Regions from separate parts of the Triticum aestivum genome. Here region 1 is linked to region 2. A link is a contact called in public Hi-C data. All regions are on one chromosome and are shown on one strand. Each heading gives the region's core, a stretch centred on a gene start, on an enhancer-like site or on the middle of the called end of the contact. The rest is flanking DNA. Distances are from core to core; before and after follow the strand shown. Region 1 holds the start of LOC123180598. Region 2 holds the start of LOC123180597 (GDSL esterase/lipase At1g09390).

The links. Hi-C and Micro-C count contacts between places; a contact is called where the count stands out from the background.
Region 1: a Hi-C map of leaf shows a contact between it and region 2, with 4 times the contacts expected there. The contact joins the promoter of LOC123180598 here to the promoter of LOC123180597 in region 2. A contact is called at or near these places in 3 of 5 Hi-C or Micro-C datasets (all in leaf).

What each region holds. Positions count from the first base shown.
Region 1 is chr1D:105,930,640-105,935,098 of IWGSC CS RefSeq v2.1, reverse strand. LOC123180598 reads left to right here and starts at 1,843. Exons shown (of 7, transcript XM_044592679.1): 1 at 1,843-2,125; 2 at 3,583-3,714; 3 at 3,815-3,888; 4 at 3,980-4,459. The coding sequence starts at 3,621.
Region 2 is chr1D:105,686,585-105,690,686 of IWGSC CS RefSeq v2.1, reverse strand. It overlaps LOC123180597 (GDSL esterase/lipase At1g09390), which reads left to right and starts at 1,717. Exons shown (of 5, transcript XM_044592677.1): 1 at 1,717-2,308. The coding sequence starts at 1,852.

The DNA of each region.
Region 1 (4,459 bases), core at 594-3,093, 240 kb before region 2:
TGGGAAACGGGCCATGTAGCGGTTGACGGTCATTTAGACTAGGCTAGAATGATAAAGTTTAGTTGAAATGTGTAGAAAATCTAATGAATGTGCTATGGTATAAATGAAAAAACATCTGGTTTGCATGTAATTCTTCCGGGTTGTTAAAAATCCTCTTTGAAATGTATGCAGACATGGTTGGATGGCCGACTCTTGTATCATTGTTTGTGAAAGTGACCGTACGCGTCCACGAACGAATACAGTGTCTGTTTTAGCAGCCAGCGTTGGAGACGCCCTGTGTATTAATATGTTCGAGATATTAGTCTTGAGGTAGCAAGACTTCTCTTGCTTAGGATTTCATGTTGTTTGTTTCAGATATCCAGTTTAAGATATGAATTTCATCAATACATGTCTTTTGTTTATGTTCTTTGATTTGATGTGTGGGATTATTTGTCCCCTTCGTATTTCGTGCTCATTTAATTTTGAGGAAAGTATATTTTTCATCCCTCAACTCTTCGTGAAGTCTAGATTTGGTCCCTTAACTTGAAATCCGGACAACTTGCATCCCCAACTACCGAAAACGGACAAGTTTCATCCCCGGTCTTGGTTTTGACCGGTTTTGGTAATGACTCACCCCGGTTTTGACCGGTGCTGACTCAAATTCACGTATTTTTTTCATATTCGTGAACTTTTTGAAATTCACATACTCTTTTCAAATCCGCGTTGTTTTTGCAAGGTCGCATAATTTTCTCAAAAATAAATATACTTTTTTCAAATCCGTGAACTATTTAAAATTTGCTTACTTTTCTCAAATCCATCCTTTGAAAAAAATGCGTACTTTTTTGGAATCCGTATATTTTTCCCAAGTTCGTGTAATTTTATCAAATCCATGAATTATTTTTGAAATTCGCATATTTGTTTCTAATCTGCATACATTTTAAAGTTCAGGCATTTCTTTCAAATCCGTGTCTCTTTTCCAATCGATGAACTTTGTCTGAAACTCATGTACTTGTTTCAAGTGGACATATTTTTTCAAATCCACATAAATTTGCGTAAAAGAGTTTGAAATCCGCATACTTTTTTCAAGTTCGCATAAATTTTTCAAATTCATGAATTCTTTCCAAAAAATGTACGCGAATATGAAAGTCCATTTAAAAAATTACATGAACTTTTAAAAAGTACGCGGAGTTGAAAAAAGTACGTGAACTTGGAAAAAGTACGTGGATTTAAAAAAAGTACACAATTTTTTTAAAAAGTTGACATATTTGAGAAAAGTACCAGAATTTGAAAACATTACACGGACTTGGAAGAAGTACATGAATTTCAGTCGGCACGGTCAAAGGCAAGGTGGGACAACACTAAAACCGGTCAAAACCGTGAACAAGGATGAATCTTGTCCGGTTTCAGTAGTTAAGGGTGCAAGTTGTCCGGTTGTGGAGTTGAGAGAGTAAATCTAGACTCCGCCAAAAATTGAGGGGCGAAAAGTATACTTTTCTCTTTAATTTTTGATCATATAAGTCTTATATCGGAAAACTTACATTGTTGGATTCATATTCAAAACAAGGTTTCCAATACTACTATTTTCGTGTGTTTTTTTGTAAAATCAAAGATTAAAGTTTGACCCAAAATACGAGTGACTAATTAAGCCGGATGTAGAACCAAATCACTTGTCTTTATATCTGTTGTCGCCCACGTGTCAGCGGACTAGGACATCCACAGATCACAGCCAACGCTTCGCTTTCGCATCGCCAGTTCGCCACCACCATCTGGGTCCCTGAGGACGCACGCGCCCACATGTCAGTGAGCGGGACCAAAACGGAGAACTCCGTTCTCTCCGTCGGAAACAGAATGGCCGCCGTCAGTCCCTCTACAGCCATGCCCCCTCTCTCCCGCTCCGAACGCGGTCCCACGCGGGGGCCAACATGTCAGTGACAGCAAAACAAGCCAGATGGCGCCTGCCAGCGTACTTGCACAGCACCGCCGCATCCGCACCGCACTGGCCTCTTCCCCTCCCACGCTTCCTTTTCCCGCTTGTCGCTTCCGCTCCTCCTCCTCCTCGCCGCCCCCCGCCTCCGTCCCGCCCGCTAGGGTTTCCGCCTCGGCCGCCGCCGACGACGACCAGCGGGTGCACGCCGCCTCAGTGCCGGTGAGCTCTCTCGTAGAACCCGTACCGCGTGCTGCTCGCTTGCTGGGGCTGGGCGTGTCCGTTTCCGCTTCGGGGGTACGGTGTACGTACGGCGCAGCGAGGGTTTTGTTCCGCGGTGGCGTGCTCCGATCATGTGCGACGGGGGTTCGGTGCCGGCGAGCGAGCTTTCTCGCCCGGCTCGAACCCCTTGTCCGCGCTGCTTTGCCGTACGGTTTTCTGCTCGCTGGCTGGAGGCAGGGGTTTTGGGGGTTTCTGCATTCGGTGCTGTAGAGAGGGTTTGGTTTCGCGGTGGTGCGGTCGGATCGTGTGCCCCGGGGTTGGGGAGTTCCCGCTGATCGGTGTCGAACGATCTAGGGTTTCGTGCTTCGCTTGGGTGGCCGTAGCGTAGCCTGGGCCGGTTCTGTTGGTTCGGTATGCCCGTCGGGGTGAAATGGAGGTGCATTTGTGATGAAGGGACTCCTTTTGCCGCTCGCGTGGCATTGTTTTATTGGGCTTATGGTGGATAGGCCAATTGGGTTGTCAATTTTGCAATAACAAAGTCATGGCTGAATGCTTGGTTTTGCTCCCAAAAAAAAAAGCTGAATGTTTGGTGTGCTGTGCTTTGCTGGTCGGCTGGTTCGATGCATGCGTTCGTTCTTGGGGTTTGTAGGAATAGAGGAAATGGGGGTGTGAAGAGTTTAGCTCTGAGTAGGCTCAGATTGGTAGCATGTGGTTTAGCTAGCCACGGATTGGCGAGTTACACATGTTCGAATTGTCCTGGGTTGGCAGTTACAATTATTGCTATTGCTTGTGTAGTTGCATGGCTAACTAAATGGGCTTGTTGCAAATACCACGATCTTGTATTTCTGTCATCGCACTGTTTGGGGGGGTTTTGGGATGGGATTTTGCCTTATGTTTGTTTGGGGTATAGCGTTTCACTTGTTTCCCAATGGTTTTGTGTTCTGTTTTACTTTTAATGGATGGATTGGAATTTTTTACTGTGGTTGTTAGGGATAGGCAAATGGGGCTGTCAATTTTGCAATTACCAATTCTTAGCTGAATGTTTGGTGTGCTTTGCTGGTTGGCTGGTTCGATGCATGTGTTTGTTACTTTGTTCCATGTTTTTGTGTAGTTACATGGCTAACTAAATGGGCTTGCTGCAAATACCATGATCTTGTATTTCTGCTATCGCGCTGTTTGGGGGTTGTGCCTATGCTTGTTCGGGTATAGCTTTTCACTTGTTTCCCAATGGTTTTGATGATGCAGCATTAGCAGGTTTTGGAGTTAATGAACTAAGTTCTGTTTTACTTTTAACGGATGGATCAGAACTACTGTTCAAAGGTCAATTTTTATTACCAAGCGATGCTCATAGTTGATTCGGAATGTTGGAACTGTTGGTTGCATGGGTTGCGTTGTATGTTCAGAAGCCATTTTGCTAATTATGGTGATGAACTGATCGTGAGATGTTTCAGTTGTAGATCGCACCAGTGCCCGTCTTTCAGAGTGACTGCATTCCATGGATCTTGAGGCAAACTCTGAGCTCATATTTGGAGAGGAATTCTGCTTTCCTGCTAATGCAACTTACTATCCGACTCCATATGGTCCAACTGGTAATATTTGATGACTTCTTAATTAAGTGATAAGTCTTGCTGGCTGAGTTGCATAGTTAATCACTTAATGTGTCACCTGACTTTATTCTCTTGGTTGCAGGAATTACTCTGCCTGCTGAGTTGTATGAGCACCAGGCAATTTGGAGATGTGGTGATCAAGATCTACACTACTTGGTTAGTACTGCAGAAGTGCAGAATGCTATTTCGTTCTTGATTCAATTGTTCTCCAATGTGTTTGATTAGGTATGTACTTGTCCCTCGACAGGGCCAACAGGCTGAAGGCACATCATACTCGTATTATGTTGTCCCTGACTATGGGATTGCACATTCTCCCCGTCCCCGTGGCCCTTACCCTTCAGAACATTGTGCTATAGCTGATGGCAGGTTTGCTAGATCCCGAGAGTATCTTGCTAAGACTGCTGACATCGTATGCCACCAACCAGTTCCTATACCCCACTATGATGTTCTCCCATCTGCTGCACAGTGGGGCCCAGCTAGCACGTCGCAAACTCTTATGTGCAATGATAGTCTGTTCATCCCCACTGATCAAGGCCAAAGTTTCCCTGTTGTTCCAAAAAAGGGTATTACATGGAATCCATCTCTACAATCAACCAGTGTTTCTTCAAAGAAATTCGAAAACCATGCTATGCTATCAACAGTACAACTGCATAGTACAGATCCATGGAAGCAAAATCTAGCAGCTGGAAGTGGAACTATGGTACCTGCTAAACTTCGCCGTGCTCTA
Region 2 (4,102 bases), core at 468-2,967:
TAGGTTTAAACTTAATTAGATTAGCCCTGTTAGACTGACACACGGGCCCCACTGGTCAGTTTGACCTGGTCGGCGTCTGTTGACCTACTGACGTCACACCGACGTCATGCTGACGCAGTTAACAATTTTCTGGATTAAAAATAATCCAGGAAATTTCAGAAAATGTTTAAAACTTCTAAAATTCATAGAAATTAAACCATAACTCCAAATGAAATAATTTATATATGAAAATTTATCAAAAAATCCAATCTATCCCTATGTACCATTTCCATGCATGTTAGAACAACTTATGGCTTCTGTTTAGGACAAACCAAATAAATGGCATTTGCATATCCACATATGGAGTTTGAATTTGAATCTTGGATTCAAACCAACTTCATTTAAATTGTTGCTAGTTGCATTAGCTCAAACCACAGCATATTGACATGTCATGATCATGCATCATATTGTTGCATTGCATTGATTGTGTTCCTTCTCTGTTGCCGGTATTTGCCCCCTCTTAGTAGACGTGGTTCCGACGATGAGATCGATGACACCGATCAAGAACTACTATCTTCAGATGTGCCAGGCAAGCAAAAACCCCTTGTTCATTCCGATACAATCCCATTCTCTCGCTCTTGCTCTCTTTTACTGCATTAGGACAACAACGTGTCAACTGTTACATGCTGCGGTAGTTGAACCCCTTTCCTCTGCATGACCTGTCTTTGCCACAGTAAATAGTTGAAACCCACTAGCATGATTAGTATTTGTTTGATCTATGATGTGTCTACTCATTCATGCTTGCTTATTATGCCTGCTATGCTTAGAGTTGTGTCAGGTCTGATTCATCTGGGATGGATTGGAATGGTGTGAACATGTCCTACTGTTGAGAGCTAAGTGTGTGAACACGATTTGGTAAAGGTATCGATGAGAGGCCATGTAGGAGTACATGGTGGGTTGTTTCATTGGAACCGTCCTTAGGAACTGAGTTCTGTGTATGTGATTTAAGATCAACTACTACCACACATTGGGATCCTTAATTGACCCTCTCGACTTATTAACTGCCCTTGTCCTCTATCCAGGAGTTGCAAGTAGTTTCTGGTCTTTGTAGTATACTGGAGGCCGTGCGCAGCGCTGACCCTAGGGGTGGGCTATGATGCGGTAGGTACGTGGCACAGTGTATCGGGACGCCCGTTTGGTGCCTCGGTTGTAATCGGTGATGTTTGCTTTATATATAAAGCGGGGAAACCTTTTTTCGTCATAAGTGCCACACGTATGGCACGAACACATTGCAACTCTGAATGATTTTTATGGCAAGTTTAGTGACGTAAGAATGACAACTTTAGTTGTCAAACATATCACTCTTTCTTTTCGGATGACAAGTTCAATTTTTTTTTAAAGACATCACAGTAAATTTACTACATGACACACGTGTGGTACTTATCATTTATGTAAAAAATGTTCAGCTAAAAGAAAAGAAGACCATACTGCCCTTTTTTTTTTACTTTTTCGGAGGGGGGGTGTATGTACCGAAGCAGGCCTCAAATAACATAGCTGCGCATAGGCAGATATTTTTGCTGTTTTTTTAGCTTACACTTTGGCTAGTTCGTCTAGAAATGAAAGTCACGAAAACAAAAGGTAAACAGGGGCACGCACCAACCCCTCCACATGTTTTGTTCATTGTGGTATTATTTCGAGCTTTCTCTTCGTTTGAAGCATTGTGTTGTGTGCATTTGGGAGCTCGCTAAATAACACTGTATATAAACAACACACACAGACACAGACTGAGAGACAGACAAGAGTCGCACATCAGAGAGCACGGAGGGAGAAGACCGACAGCCAGCGGCAGTGGCTAGGTAGACAAGGCCAGCCATGGCGAGCGGGCCGAACGGGGGAGGCAATGGAGGGGGCGCCGGCGGCGGGCTGATGAAGAACATGAGCCTGCTGCGGCTGCAGTACTACTGCGTGCTGGGCGCGGTGGCCGGGGCCGTCCTGTTCGCGACGCTCCGCTACATGCCGGCCGCCAGCAGCGGCGCGGCCCTCTCCACCACCTCCGCGCTCGCCACCGCCGCGGCGCCCGCCGGGGCCGGGTCCGGGGCGGGCGAGCACCGGAAGATCAAGGGGACGGCGCCGGCGCCCGCGAAGGCGGCGGCCAAGGTGGTGACGAAGCCCAAGGAGGTGGTGGTGTTCAACTTCGGCGACTCCAACTCGGACACGGGCGGGGTGGCGGCGATAATGGGGATCCGCATCGCGGCGCCGGAGGGGCGCGCCTTCTTCCACCACCCCACCGGGCGGCTCTCCGACGGCCGCGTCGTCCTCGACTTCATCTGTGAGTGCCTCTTCCCCCCGCGTTCCCCTCCCCTCTCCCCTCGTCACTTCAGGCAAAGTAGAAATTAATTAGATTAACCAAGTGCTAGTAATTTAAATACTCCTACGAGTACTGTTTTTTTCGAGGGAATTTCCTACTACTACTACGAGTAGATGAATCCACCGAATGTCTTGTCGGAATGCGTAATCTATCTCCAATATGCTTAGCCGCATTGGGAATCGATTGTGGGGAGGGAGAGGGCGCGTTTGAACTGAAGATTACTAGTAGTAACAAGGTTGGTGGAAGAATTGAAAATCATGGTTAGTCGCTGGCTTTTGAATTGAAAATCATTTCCCTTTGATTAATATTTTGGTGAGAGACTACTACAAGATTGATTTTTCTTGACCGTCGTTCGAGCTCATAACCATGGCGTGGCCTGCCATCAGGTGAAAAAACACGAACGCAGTCCAATGTGTACGTTGTTTTCGCCTTCCCCACCATACCGTGTGAAAGTTTTGCCGGCCAAATCGTGACCTCCATCCATCTACTCCTACCCAGCTGGCATGCCATCGCATTTCTTCCACGCCACCGAATCAACGTGGTCTGGCGGATTCCGTTGGTTTTTGACGCGTTCGGCTTGACGCCAAAAACTGTGGCGAGACGCGTCTCTCCGCCGCTCTTGTCCCGCGTTTCCATGAGAAACCAGGCTCATGGGCCATGGCCATCGCGGGGAGGTAGATCCACCCCCGAATTGATGGCCAACCAACGTGTGATCGCAGCTGACGCCAAAGTCCCATAGTACGTCTGTCTGTCTGTCTGTCCGTCCGTTCGCTCTCTCATGATGCGCACTGACCGACCTCTCTGGCCGTGGCCGGAAAGAAAGAAAGAAAAGCGAGCCGCTTGTGTGGGAACACGGAATCTCATGCCAGGTTTTCAAGCATCCCCGTGCGGCCGTTGTCAAATTGTCAAATGCCAACCACCCCGCACTAATTTAAATCAACTTACTCTACATAGATTTAGCTTTCGTTGAAAGAAAGGAAAATAAAAGAAATATATATTGTAGGAGTAGATCAGTTAAGCAGAATGGTGGCATGCATATCCATCCAGCCAGCCAGTGGTTGGTGAAGGCGCCGCGCTGGCCGCTGGATCCGATCGCACGACGCCGACAGCTCCTCTGCCTTCATCTCGTCACACACACACACAGGGCGCGCACCTGAGCTTAATTATCGTAGGCCCTAAGAGCAACTCTAACGAGCCGACCTACACGGACATCGATTTTGTCTGCATTTTATCTGTTTGGGTCGCCCGTCCGCCTGTCCGTGTCCGCTTTTTCGAATGGGTCGGCCTGTGCGCGGCGGCATTCTGTCGAACACTTGGTGGGCGAGCTCCGCACCGCCGCCCCAAGCTCCCACGCCGCCTCGCCCTGCAGCTCGCCCCGCCTCGGCCCGCTCGCGTCCTCGCCGCCCAGCAGCTCGCCCCGACCCCGCGCCCGCTCGCCGCCCCGGCGCTCGCCCCGTGCCATAGCTCGCCGCCCCGAGCTCGCCGCGCCAGTGCCGCAGCCCGCTCACGGCGCCGCACCACGCGCGCGCCAGTGCCGCAGCTCGCCCCGCTCGCGGCGCTGCACCTCACACCGCCCGCTCGACGGCCCGCCGCAGCTCGCCCGCAGTCGCGTGCTCCCGCACCATGCTGCAGCCACAGCTTGCCGCGCTCGCCTAGAGCTCGCCGCCCCGCTCGCGGCACCCGTGCCGCAGCTGGCCGCGCCCGCTCGCCGCACCCGTGCCGCAGCTGGCCGCAGTTGCGAGCTCCCGCGGCTCG